Linked DNA regions of Mus musculus: regions 1 and 2 are each linked to region 3. Evidence: chromatin contacts called from public promoter capture Hi-C data. All regions are on one chromosome and are shown on one strand. The core of a region is the stretch at or near the end of the contact, and the rest is flanking DNA. Distances in the headings are between cores, read along the strand shown. Region 1 holds the start of D030074P21Rik (a long non-coding RNA gene). Region 2 holds the start of Tmem176b (transmembrane protein 176B). Region 3 holds the start of Pdia4 (protein disulfide isomerase associated 4).

Region 1 (3,897 bases), core at 281-2,780, 1.4 Mb after region 3:
GTGGATTTAAAAACCAAGAGCTAAGGGTGTGCCTCAAGTGGTAGAGTGCTCGCCTGCATAAACCAACCCCTTGAAAGATTGGGGGGGAGAGGGGAGTGACGGGAAGGGGGCCGGAGGGACAAGCACTAAGACACACTGGATAAACATGAAACCAACTAGCATGTGTGCAATAAGGTTCGTTTTTCCAAAATGGCTGATTCACAGGCTAGGTCTCTAAACTTCTTAAGGGCAAATGAGTTGTGCCTCAATTGTTTAAATTCCTATGAAACCAAGATCAGTTTGATACTTTTTATCCACATCTACTTTAGAAGAGTAAACAAAAATAATAAAAGACTACATTCTACTATATGAAATAACTTGACCCTTATCAAAATAGACCTAAATCTGGTTACACAAATATCTTTCCAATTATCTTAGGCGAAATTAAACAAGGACTTAAAAAGGAACCTACAAGTATCCACACTAGTTTATTTCTAAAACGAGGAGTGTGAAGTGATTCATGTGGAAGAGAGCTTCATTCAAAACAGTCACACAGCATTCTTGCCCTCTGTCTCTGCAGGGCAAATCCCTCTGTCCCCCAGAGCACACTCTCAGAAACACTTAACCAGATACACACAGCCCTGGTTTGAATTAACTTCAGGCTTATTGTTTGCTCCAGGTTAGGAATGGGGGAAGACTGAAAAGCCAGCCAGAAACCCTAACCCCACCTTGCAAAACCCAGCAGGCTAACCTCAGTCTTTCCAGTTAAGAGTTACAGAGTCGGGGGGGGGGGGGGGGGGGGGGAGGGCAGGGAGGGAGGGGAAGGGGGGCGCTTCTCCAAAAAGCTTCAGTAGCTAAAATAGCCTGCAAATATTTTGTAAAGTGACAGCTACAGATGCTCTCATAGAAGAGAAATCTCAGTGAAGTTGCAGATTCCCCCAGCCTTCACCGTCTCTTGGTGATTATTTGTAAGCAAAATACACCAAGGGACAGGAGGAGCTGGAACAAAGGCACTGTTAGGAAAAAAAAAAACAACAACAACAAAAAAAAAAAAACAACTTTGGAGTGTTTGAAAGGCCCCAGGACCCCAGCATTCACTGTGTTCCAATGGCCGCTGGCTGGCCAGTGAACCAGGGCAAAAGCAACTGTGTTCCTCCTCCTGTATTAGAAGCGCCCACCACGGCGGACCAGCTTCTCCACATCTGTCCTGGACCTGTCTTCTAAATCCCGTAGGTTCCCAAAGACTATTGGCTTTTGAAACTCGGGCTGCCAGTTGAGACCTAAACCTGCTCTGCCAAGAACATGTAGCTGTGAGAGCTTCCTTGACAGGCTTTTAAAACAGCAACAATAACCCAGAAGCAGGGGCCGCAGGCAAGCCCCCATTTACGTCCCAGAATTATCAACGCGCGCGCACACACACCTGCCATAAACTTAAAGGCAAGCAGAAAAAGAGCTAGCTGAACCGTGGCCCCAGCGTGTAAGCCAAAGGGTCCGAGTTTGCATCTGTGTTCTGTGCTTCCTCCCTAAAAAGCGGCCAGAAAAGGGTAAATCCGCTCACCTCTGCCGTTTAGGGACCGAGTGCTCAACTTCCATCGGTTTCCCATGTAGTTCCATTTTACCTGTGAACACACAAGAGGCAAGACGACGGGCTAAATTCAGCAGCTTTCCCCACCTTGAAATCTACAGTCTTTAAGAGAAAACACACCCTGCTTCAGTGACCTCAGCAGGGCCCCAAGATTCCCACCCGACTCAAGGACAAGGGAGGAGCAGGGCAAGGAGAGGGTGCAGAGCTGACCCTTCGGGTGGGTGTGGCTTTTTAACTTGCAGAAAGCTGGGGAGGGAGAGCAAGAGTCAGGCTCACCACTTGGGTTGCAATTTTCGCCTCCTGACCCCCTCCAAGGGCCACCCCGCACCCCAAGGTCTGCAAGAGACACACCCCCAACAAACAGCCTGCCATGGGGGCGCGCGGCCTTCTTTCTGGTCCACATCCAGGTTGGCCTGGAGCACTGGGCGATGGGATTAAAGAGCCAGGGTGCCAGGAGGAGATTGGGCGGCCGGGGTGCTGGTCCACGCGCGCTGACCCATCAAGGCGCCGGCCTCGAGTCCAGCTGGGGACGGTGGAAACCGAAAGGCACGGACAGCTGCTCTCCCCTCGGGCATCCAGGCAGAGCGCACTCAGACACCCGGGCCGCGGCTGCGCGCACGGGCCGGGACTGCGGCGCCGCGCGTGGCAGGGCTGCCGTTCTGGCAACAGCCGGCCGCCGCCGCCCACCTGCCCCTTTCGCTCTAACGACCCCGCGAGGTGGACGCGGCGGCGTGGAGCGGGACCGCCTGGACGCGGCCTCCCCCCGGGCGTAGGCTCAGGCCACTTTCTGTTCTCTACGGCTGGGGGACAGCGACCAGACAGAGGGCCCGGCGGGCGTCCACGCTGGGCCCCAAGGCCCGCCTGGCCCGGCCTGCAGCACGCGCCGCGCCGCGCCCCGCGACTGACAGCGCGTCCCCCTCCCCACCCCCACCCGCCCCGCAAGCGGGGTCCCGGATGGCAGCTGCGGAGACGGGGAGGCCCCGACCACGCGCGCGGGCCCCACCTGAAAGCGCCTCGATGGCCTTGAGGGCCCAGCCCTCGTCCGGGCAGTCCACGAACGCGTAGCCCGTCTTCACCAGGAAGGGGCCCGCCACCGGGATCTTAGCGTCCTTGAAGACACTTTCCAGGTCCGCGGGGCCGGCGTGGTCGCTGAGGTTCCCGATGTACAATTTGTTCATTGTGAAAAGGGGTCGTTTTAAAACCCGAGGAAAATGCTAAATTAAAAAAAGCACCCACGGCGGAGGATGGAGCCGGTGGATTTTGTTCCTCTCCTCTTGGCTTTCAAACCCACACAGTGACCCAAGCACGGGAGCGGCGGGCGAAAACCAGATCCCAGGGTCCTTTTTCCTCTTCTGGGTATTAAAAAAAAGAGAGAAAGAAAAAGCCTAGCGACGAGCCCAGCGTCGAGTCTTCCTAACTCTGGGGAGGAGGCGGGATTAGCGAGAGAAAGGAGGAGGCGCGGGGGGAAACTACTTTTTGTCTCTTCCTCCCCAACCCCTTTGGCAGCGGCCAGCGGGCTGTGAAAATATCACACTACGTGGGGCAGGCGCCGCCTCCCCGTAAAAAAAAAAAACCCCGAGGGGTGACTGGCAGCGGCGAGGGGAGCGGGGCGGGGGCAGCCGCTCCGAGTGTCCGGCTTTTTGAATGAGCCACGTGTTCAAACTACAAATCAACGTCTCACGTGAGGAATCCCAGCGCCTCAATTAGAGTGGGTTTCGGAGGAAAGAGAAAAAAAAAAAAAAAAAAAAAAAGCGAGAGGGGGAGGGGAAGCGAGATTGGGCGAGGAGGGACCCCGAGCTGGAGCCGGAGCCGGAGCCGGGGAGGGGGTGGAGAGCGTCCAGCCGCTGCAGCCGGCGCCAGGCGCGATGGGCACGGCGAGTTTCCAAAGGGTCCGAGCCTCGGGAGGGTCAGACGAACGATCCTTTTTCCTTAAGATGAGGAAGCGGTTAGGGGGTCCCGCGGTTGCAGTTACCGTAGTTTGTAACCATTCGATTTTTAAAAAATGGGTCACTTAACAACGAAATCTGAATGACAATCTCGAACTCAGTCGGTGGCTCTGATGACCGGGGAAAGTAGAACCCGGGGGCAGAGCGCCGCTCCCCTCGAGGGCCCCGGGGACCGAGCAAGCGGGGCGGCCCGGGCCGGCGTGGGGGAGGGGAGCCGACGTCCTGGGCGGGTGTCTACGCGACACCTCCTCCGCCTGCGCTCCGGGTGGCTCTCCGCCTCGCCGTTCATTGGCTGCTCGGCTACGAGAAGACTCTGGATAAATGAGGCCGGGGGCGGGCTGGCCGCGTGGGGGAGGGGCGCGGGGCGGAGGCTGTGGGGCTGGGGGT
Region 2 (4,240 bases), core at 903-3,402, 1.0 Mb after region 3:
CCCCCCCCCCGCCCCCAGCAGATGTGGTAGCAATGACCACATAGGCGTTTCATCCAAGAATGGAGCGGCTTTCCCCCAACCTCCATGGAGTGTGCCAGCTACTTCTGCTTTCTTACCTAAGAGATATCACATTCTATTGTAGGTTTTCATTTAATGCAAACACTTGCTCCATTTTCAATGCTTATCTTGAAGTCTGACAAATGTCTATCTTCATCCAAACACAGCTACAATCAAGGCATAGGAATGTGTGTATTGTAAAAAGTTCCCTCCATGTGTGGTGGCACACACCTTTAAACACAACACCCTGGAGGCAGAGGCAGGTAGATTTCTGTGAGTTGGAGGATAGCCTGGACTACATAGCAAGTTCTGGGTCAGCCAGGTATACACAATGAGATCCTGTCTGAAAAATAAAAATAACGATTCCCCAGGACTCTCCCCACATAAAGCCTCTTCCCTGGCTCTCCAGCTTGGTTCTCTCACCGTTTCAGTGGCTGGCTGGCTATTTGTTTTGAAAGGCATTTTTTAGTTTATGCTTTTGTGAGTTCCTCCTCCTCACATGTCCTGATTTTTTTCATAGAAGTTCTTTTATATCTGAAAATTACGACCGGCAATATGCACCCCTAGTCACACACCCACATGAACAGGCATGTTTAAATTACAAACATGCAGTAATTTTAAAAAAGATGTTGATCTTTGGACTGTATATCATAATTTGGTAGATACAGAGGCAAGGACCTATGGTGCTGGTCCAGGTATTAATTTCTGAAAAACAGTTTCTACTGTGGTCTGTGGTATATATTACTTTTCTCCCACTGAATAAAACCACTGTTCCGAGTTTCCATAGGGCCTCAGGCAGGCCCATGAGGTCTTCATATTCTGCCTGATTACTTCCTCAGCGTGGCCTCCATTCTAATCAGCACAGAGCTTAACACAGCTTCCCACTGTCTCCTGTTATGGGCTTATAACAACCATTTAGCCCCTCTGATGGCTTGCCTCTGTCCAAAAGAAGTTCTGCCCAGTGGCTCTCCTGGGCAGTCTGGTTAAGCATCAGTTCTGACTGGATATTGACGGCCACTCCAGTCACTTCCCTTTGCATCCCTTCATGTTCTCCCCCACGCCACGGAGCACCTTCCACTCACCCGTGCACCTCAGAGCCGAAAGCACAGGAGTCTGACAACTTTTCAGGAGGGACGAAGAGAAACACAAATGAAGGCCTCAGGTTCACACCTTCCCTTGAGGTTCCAGGAATAAAGTCTCAGTTGTCTGGGTGCTGGCCCCCTCTAGACCCCCAGTGCTATCCCTGCCCTGGCCACCCAGAATCCCTCTGCTTCCTCTGCAGAGCAGGAACTAAAGCCCTAGGCACCAAGAAGCCTCTCACCACTTCTGGCACCGCTCCAGATAGTGGCTCTCTGATATCCCTCCTCCCAGTGTTCAGAAACAAAGAAAAAGAACACCCCGTGTCCCCACAGCTGTCCCACCTCTGCGTGGTCTCAAAGGCCCTGCTCTTAGAACGCAGGCGTGAGGCACTGATAACTATGGAAGGTAAAGCCAGACTCTGACCTCCCCAGCCTCAGCCCTGTTTCCAGAGTCACATCCTCTGTCCAACACATCCCTCCCTCCCCAGAGTCCTACAGGAAAGCAGAGATAGAAGGAAGGAGAAGCATCCTGAGCCAAGATGGAGCTTGAGGAGTAGACTTGGAGACTCTTCCAGAGAAGAAGGAACCCTATGCTTCAAAAGGGGGCTACCAAGGGGCCGTGAAGGGTCCTGTCTCACCTGCTGTCCTCTGCGATGGGTGGGGCTGGAACTGAGAGGTCTGGGAGGAGCTGGCTTAAAGCTGACCCCAGAGAGAGGAGAGCAAGAAGGGGGTGGAGGGATGGGGCCTGACATGGAGTCTCTCAGTTTGCCAGCAAGTAGCTGACAGGAAAGGGCCCCACTTGAGGGGGGTCCATCAGGAGTAGATGATCAGGCCTGCTGGAGCAGGGATACAGGTGACACAGATACACTCATACACCCAAGGTGGCACAGGCCAGCACCTGCTCAGAAAGCTCTATCCCTGACTGGGAGAGAGAGCACTGTGCAATCAAAGGATTCCACAGGAACAATCAGTGCCAACCCCAGCTCTTACCTCGCCCACCTTCTCCAGCTCTCCAGTGCCCAGTGAGGAGCTGCCTGCTGGAAAACCCCTAAAGGGGCCCTCAGTCCCAGCTGCCTGCCAGGAAGTGTTGAGGTCTGCCCATTCCCCCTCCCCTTCTGGCTCCCACCCAGGTTCTTCCTCCTGCCAGGGCTGAAGTTCTCAACTACTGCCAGCGCCTCTGTGTGAGCTCTGGCCTTCCCTGCTGCACACTTCCCCGGTCCCAGAGGAATCAGGTAAGACAGCCCACCATCACTTTAGCATAGCTCGTTTCCCAGTCCATCCAGATCCATCCAGTCTGACGCCCTGCGAGCTTGCTAGGGGAGTGGACACACTGGGGTGTGCCTCCAGGGACAGGTATGGCCTCCATCTCTACCACTCAATTCTGTGGGGACAGGGTCAGTCAGTGCTTGTCGTTCATCCAAGGAGATGGTGGCGTCTGGGTGAGGTGGTCCCTGGGACCCTGGTAGGGAAGAGATAATTGCAACAGAAGCTTATGGGGCAGTTAGAGGGGGACACTGTTTAAGGGGCTTGGCCTCTGACCTGGATTCAGAAAATGCTGGGGAGAAGAGATCCAATCAGAGGTTGGGTGAAGAGATAGGTTGTGTGCGTTCTGCTTGATCCAAACATCAGGCTCCTGAAGACCATGGCAGTGGGGCACAAAGCAAATGTGGGGTGAAGCGGGTACTCCAGCATCAGGCTTCCCTGACAGACAACCCTCCAAAAGAGCTGAAGATACAGCTCCACAGCCAGGGGCAGCCATTCTGTGTCTCTGTTAGCCCCCAACTCCAAGCCGCCTCTGAAACATCTGCCAAATATTTCTTCCTGCTTTTCCTTTTCTCCCTCACAGACGATGTCCACAGACATGGAGACTGCAGTCGTCGGCAAGGTGGACCCTGAGGCTCCACAACCCACCCACATTGATGTGCACATCCACCAGGAGTCTGCTCTGGCCAAACTTCTGCTGGCCGGATGCTCATTGCTAAGGATTCCAGCATCCGCTTCCACCCAGAGCCAGGGCAGCAGCAGAGTGCTGGTGGCCTCCTGGGTGAGAGTAGCTACGTGCTTGATGGGCCCAGGGAGGGACCCTCATTTGGGCCATATTTTCCTCTGGCCTCCTCTATACATCTGTCCTCCTAAGACATTGAGTTGATTTTGTCTGTGTGTACAGACAGTTGCAGCTAACAGGTAGCCCTGCTGCTGGAGAGCTGTGTTTCAAGTCCTCTCTCTTCCAGGTGGTGCAGACTGTGCTGGGGGCTCTGAGTGTGGTTCTGGGTGGAACCCTCTACATAGGCCATTATTTAGCCATGTATTCCGAAGGCGCCCCCTTCTGGACTGGGATCGTGGTGAGTGTGGCATCATGAAGGTCCAGGGCTGTCTGAGAGCACAGGGATGGCGGTCCCTTTGCTTCCCTTCCACCACCACCATTGATGTGGCACCCCAGAGTATGTAGCCAAACAAGACCTGAATTAAGTAAGCCAGTCTGGTGCTTGTGTACATGACAAATGATGAAATGGTCGCCTGTGCAGCTGCAGGTCAGCTTTGTCTCTTGTCCCATGCTTCTCCCAGCAGGCTGACAGAAGCTCCTTGCCATCAGTAGTCATCAACAGTTAAGGCTCTCAGGGCTTATCTACCTCTAATGCCTGCCTCAAGACAGGGAAAGCGGAGTGCATCAGGCAGGAAGCATTGTCTTCTGGCTCTCTTACTTCCTTATGCTCATCCTATGGGGATCCAGGGATGAATTTTGTCAGAAGAGTGCTATTGTATTTAACGACAGCTGGTTAGGTTGAGCTGGTTATGTCATAGGTACAAAGGACTTTCTGATAGACCCACACTTTCAGAACAGCAAAACATATGTATTGAGAGGAGAGATTAAAGTAACCATGCTAATCCATCCAATGGCAGGATTATATGGACTGGTTATAGAATAATCAAATAGGATCAGGACCCATCTGCCCACCGAACTGCGTCAGACTCCCCGTTCTTCTATCCTAGTTAGATGGACCCAACGGCTGCTAAGACAAGTGTCTGGACCCAAGGCTGCCTAAAGTCACATTCTGCATCCCCAGCTTTTCCAACAGTATGGGACTCTGACCTACAAGATCTCT
Region 3 (4,210 bases), core at 474-2,973:
AAACCACACTGCCAGCCCTACCAAACCTGAGAACCTAGCCTAAGAGGGCTGTCTTTGGCCCAGACACCCCAGGGATTCTTGGGTTCACCAAGAGCAAACACTCCCCCAGAGACAGCACCAGTGACCCAAAAGATATACCACTGGCTAGTCTAAACAACCTTTGAAATCCACTCACCCAGGCCTCTCAAGAAGTCACACTTTTCACACTTCCTGGCATTTTAACCCCTGCCCAGAGGCAGGCAGAGCTCTTGAGCTCAAGGCCAGCCTGGTCTACATGATGAGCTCCAAGCTACATAATGAGACCCCCATCTTGAACAAACAAACATACATCACCCTAAAACTGACCACTGTCTCACAACCGTGTAGTTTTTAACACGTTCTTAAAGCATACACCAAACTACACTGGTTCTCAAACTTTCATGTGTCCCCCACAAAGCCTATTCTGCTTTGAAAAGTGAAAAATTTGCTTAAAATGAAGACTCTGCCCTCTTTCTGTTTCAATGTATTTTGGGTCTCTATAAGAAATGAGCCCTCAGTCAGTTTGGACAAAAGTGCCAAGATATACTCATAGGTAGGACGGATAGTTGGCCCCTTTCAGCAGTCTCTTCATTTCTACTCTTTCCTACCTGGGCAAAGACTCATAAATCAATGATCCACAGGAATCTTACTCAACCTAGGAGTATAAAGTTCACATTCCCCCTCCACACTAAACTTTAAAAATGGGGTTTGTTTATATTAGACTAAACCTAGTAGGCAACAAGTTAGTGGTTAGAAGGGAAAGGTGTCGATCAGACCCGTTCTCTAGGAACAACGTTAACTAGTACTTCCTATTTTCAAAGTTTTTATGTTTTCGGTAGAGGATTTCGAAGAAAGGGTGCGGGCATAACGTCTATGAGTTACACATACTGTTCCTACTAGAATACATGCACCACCAGCCTCGACTTTCAAAACACAGTGCAGCGACTGGCAAAAAAAGGCGCTGAATAAAATGCTTGTATACGGCAGCTCCAGTTTCCATAAAAGACGAAAACAAAGCCTGAGTTATTTCTACTTCTTGATATAGATGCCCAGTATCTGCGACTGCCTCTTCCAGGTCCTACTAGCGGCCATCCCGCCTCCGTTTTCTAAAACCGGTTTTGGAAACGAGAGTATTCTCCAGAAAATTTTACTCAACAAAGGGGCAAATCTCAGTAGTGAGGGTAAAGAGACGAGCTGCGAACCAGGCACTCGGCACGTCCCTCCGTGTCCTAGTCTCAGGTAGGAACTAAAGAGGCCCACACCCCTAGATTCGGCCCTACACTGAAACTCCATTAAGTTCGTTGCTACCGGGTCACTAATTCCGCAGGGGTGTGAGCGAAGCACCCTGTCAGGCCCCAGCAAGGTTTGCAACCCACGCGAGCTGCTCCTCCGACCCGCCCTCCCGCTCACCTTCGTGTGCATCTCCGGCGCTCGCAGCAGCCAGCAGCTGTGTCAGCGCCAAGAGCAGGACCAACAGCCAAGCTTTCCGGAGCTTCATGATTGGGTGCAGAGCTGGGCCTGCAGACACCGGCCACCGCAGAGCACTCGCCGACCTCCCGAGCGACGCCGGAGCGCACCAAAGCCTCCAGGAAGTTCAGGCCGGTGATTGGTTGGAGGTAAGGAAGCCGCGGCCCGTCCAATCCCCGCACGAATCAGGGCGAGAGCCGTGGCGCCCCGCCTACACCGCCCCGCCCCGCTGCCTGAGCCCTCCGCGCGGGCGCGCCCCTCAGCTCCGCGTTTAAAACTCCGAGCCCTAGTGTGAGGTGCCCCCTTCTGATTGGCTGTGCCGCGACCACCAATCACGGGCTGCCACTCGGTTTGCTTGGAGCGCCCAGGTCCGGAAAGAGTGCGGGGGAGAACAAAGGCAACCAGCCCTGCACAGGGAGGCGGGGCTTGAGCACTCCGAGGGGAGGGATTGGTTGGGAGGTCAGCTCCCTTTGGCCAAGCTTGGCAGGAAGAACACGTGTAAGAAACTCAAGGAAATGGTGGGGTGCATGTGTAGGCTCGTCCGTCTGAGGCTGTCCTTGTGCAGGAAACTAAAGAGGACAGAACTTTTGGGAAAAAGTGAGATCAGAGATCCCGCCTCTGTTCCCCTGTTCTTTGGCTTCTTGTTTTTTCTGTTGAGCATATAAAAGTTTGAGTTTCTTTCCTAGATACTAGGTTCGGAGAGGTATATGAAATAGATTAGTTGTTTCAGAGCTGGGTGGGCTGACTCCAGGTCTGTGGAGGCAGAGACCCATGACTTTTAGTGATATCCTGTCGCAAAAAAAAAAAAAAAAGAAAGAAAGGAAAGAAAGAAAGAAAGAAAGAAAAGAAAAATTACAACTTGGACTCCATGACTAAGTCTATAAGTCAGAGTCTTGTCTGAACGTTGCCTTGTATTATGATTTTTCTGAAGAGAGAGAGAGAGATAACCAATCTAGTGATTTAGATCTAGAAATAACCGTGAGTGTTTTGGAAAAGAAACTAGGTTTGCATGTCAGAAAAGAAAGCTGTACTGGCATTAGGGTTAGCACCTGTGGATTAACATATGATATGACGTAGAAGACAAATGAGGCTAAATAAATAAATCTTAGAGAGTCCTGCAATATTTTCTGATGTATACAGGAGGAGAAAATGAGCTGTATTTATCACTACTCCCCTGGGTTGTCATTTTAGCACTATTAGGCTAGGTTCCTAGGCCAATTTGAATATGTGTTTTCCTTTACTCCTGCAGATCTCTCTCTAGAGAAGTAGTCCATTGGGATTGTCTATCTACTAGTGTATCTGTGACAATTCCTGCATGCATGTCCACAGCCAGAAGTTCAGATTATATGTTTTGAAAACTAAATTAAGACTAGACAGGCACACAACCTACATGCTCTGGATTCATGAGGTTTATGATTGATTCTATCTAGGTTAAACCACAAGAGATTACTGCAGTCTCTTGTGTTTTCTGTAGAACTCAGTGATGGTTCTACCTTTTTTATTATTCTGATATAATTCTTTTCTGTAGTTTCAACTACTTTGGAGTCTAAAGCAGATCATTTTAGCCCAGAAATTCAAAGCTAAACTGGACAAGAGAGTAATGCCTCGTCTCAAAACAAACAAAACCAGATACACACAAACCTATGACCTCTCCTCCAACATAAAACAAAAATAGCTCCATTTCTTTTAACTTTTATTATTTTATCTGTAAGAGTGTTTATGTGTATATACATGCCTGATGTATTCAGAGGTCAGAAGAGGGCATCAGATTTTCTGGAGCTAAAAAGTGGGTGCTCTAGACTCTCACGTGTGTTTGTTTTGTTTGTTGTTTGTTTTTTGGGGTCTTGTTTGGTTTTATGTTTGTTTGATTTTGCTTTTTGGTTTTGTTATTGGTGGTAGTGGTGGTGGTTATTTGGTTTTGATTTTCTTTTTTTTTTTTTTTCTTTTTTCTTTTTTTTTTCTTTTTTCTTTTTTTTTTTTTTTACAAGAGCACAAATCTACTTTTATTTATTTACTCTCCATTAGTTTAAATCTGGGATGGGTACAGCATCACACGGATTCTGTGTCCAATGGCCTTTGCAGGAAGGTGGCTTCGGAATTTGGCACGAACCATACAGCTGTTTCCGTGGGCCCGAGTGACTTTTCCCCAGATCACTCTGGTTTTGTTTGGTTTACCTCCAGGAGTTGCTGTATTGTGTTTTGCTTTATACACATAAGCACATCTTTTGCCTAAGTAGAACTCCTTTTCATCTCGGGCATAAACGCCTTCAATTTTAAGAAGAGCCGTGTGCTCTCTTTGGTTCCGGAGACCTCGCTTGTAGCCAGCAAAAATGGCCTTGCACCACAGCCTTCCAGACATATTTGCTGTTAGAAGTCCTGTTCCCAGCAGGCCTCCACAGGTGCCAAGATGGCGGAAAGAGTGGTTTTGATTTTCAAGACAGGATGTCTCTATGTAGCCTTGACTGTCCTGAAACTCACTCCGTAGATCAGGCTGGCCTGGAACTTAGGGATCTACCTGCTTCTGCCTCCAAGTGCTGAGATTAAAGGTATGTGTCACCAGACCCAGTTTTAGCCCCTCATTTTTATTTTTATCTTGTTTTACGTGCATAGGAGTTTTACTTGCATGTATGTCTATGCACTACTTACATGCCTGGTTACTTGAGGACGCCAGAAGAAAGGGTTAGAACTCCCATAACTGGAGTTACAGGTGGGTATGTCCCATTAT

Evidence for each region. Promoter capture Hi-C pulls out the DNA fragments that hold promoters and counts their contacts.
Region 1: a promoter capture Hi-C map of pre-B cells shows a contact between it and region 3, with 4 times the contacts expected there. The contact joins the promoter of D030074P21Rik here to the promoter of Pdia4 in region 3. A contact is called at or near these places in 5 of 39 promoter capture datasets (the 3T3-L1 cell line, the HPC-7 cell line, embryonic stem cells and 1 more), 1 of 484 Hi-C or Micro-C datasets (embryonic stem cells) and 2 of 115 datasets of contacts at active chromatin or transcription factors (embryonic stem cells and stem cell-derived neural progenitor cells).
Region 2: a promoter capture Hi-C map of liver shows a contact between it and region 3, with 2.8 times the contacts expected there. The contact joins the promoter of Tmem176b here to the promoter of Pdia4 in region 3. A contact is called at or near these places in 2 of 39 promoter capture datasets (both in liver).

Annotation. Positions count from the first base shown.
Region 1 is chr6:49,211,730-49,215,626 of GRCm38.p6, forward strand. It overlaps D030074P21Rik (a long non-coding RNA gene), which reads right to left and starts at 1,531. Exons shown (of 2, transcript XR_869057.2): 1 at 1-1,531. It overlaps Igf2bp3 (insulin-like growth factor 2 mRNA binding protein 3), which reads right to left and starts at 3,225. Exons shown (of 15, transcript NM_023670.3): 1 at 2,568-3,225; 2 at 1,538-1,598. The coding sequence starts at 2,742.
Region 2 is chr6:48,839,222-48,843,461 of GRCm38.p6, forward strand. It overlaps Tmem176b (transmembrane protein 176B), which reads right to left and starts at 2,153. Exons shown (of 7, transcript NM_001164207.1): 1 at 1,775-2,153. It overlaps Tmem176a (transmembrane protein 176A), which reads left to right and starts at 2,262. Exons shown (of 7, transcript NM_025326.4): 1 at 2,262-2,368; 2 at 2,983-3,180; 3 at 3,368-3,478. The coding sequence starts at 2,986.
Region 3 is chr6:47,811,789-47,815,998 of GRCm38.p6, forward strand. Pdia4 (protein disulfide isomerase associated 4) reads right to left here and starts at 1,724. Exons shown (of 10, transcript NM_009787.2): 1 at 1,429-1,724. The coding sequence starts at 1,516. It also overlaps the pseudogene Rpl35a-ps7 and a transcript of Zfp786 not described here.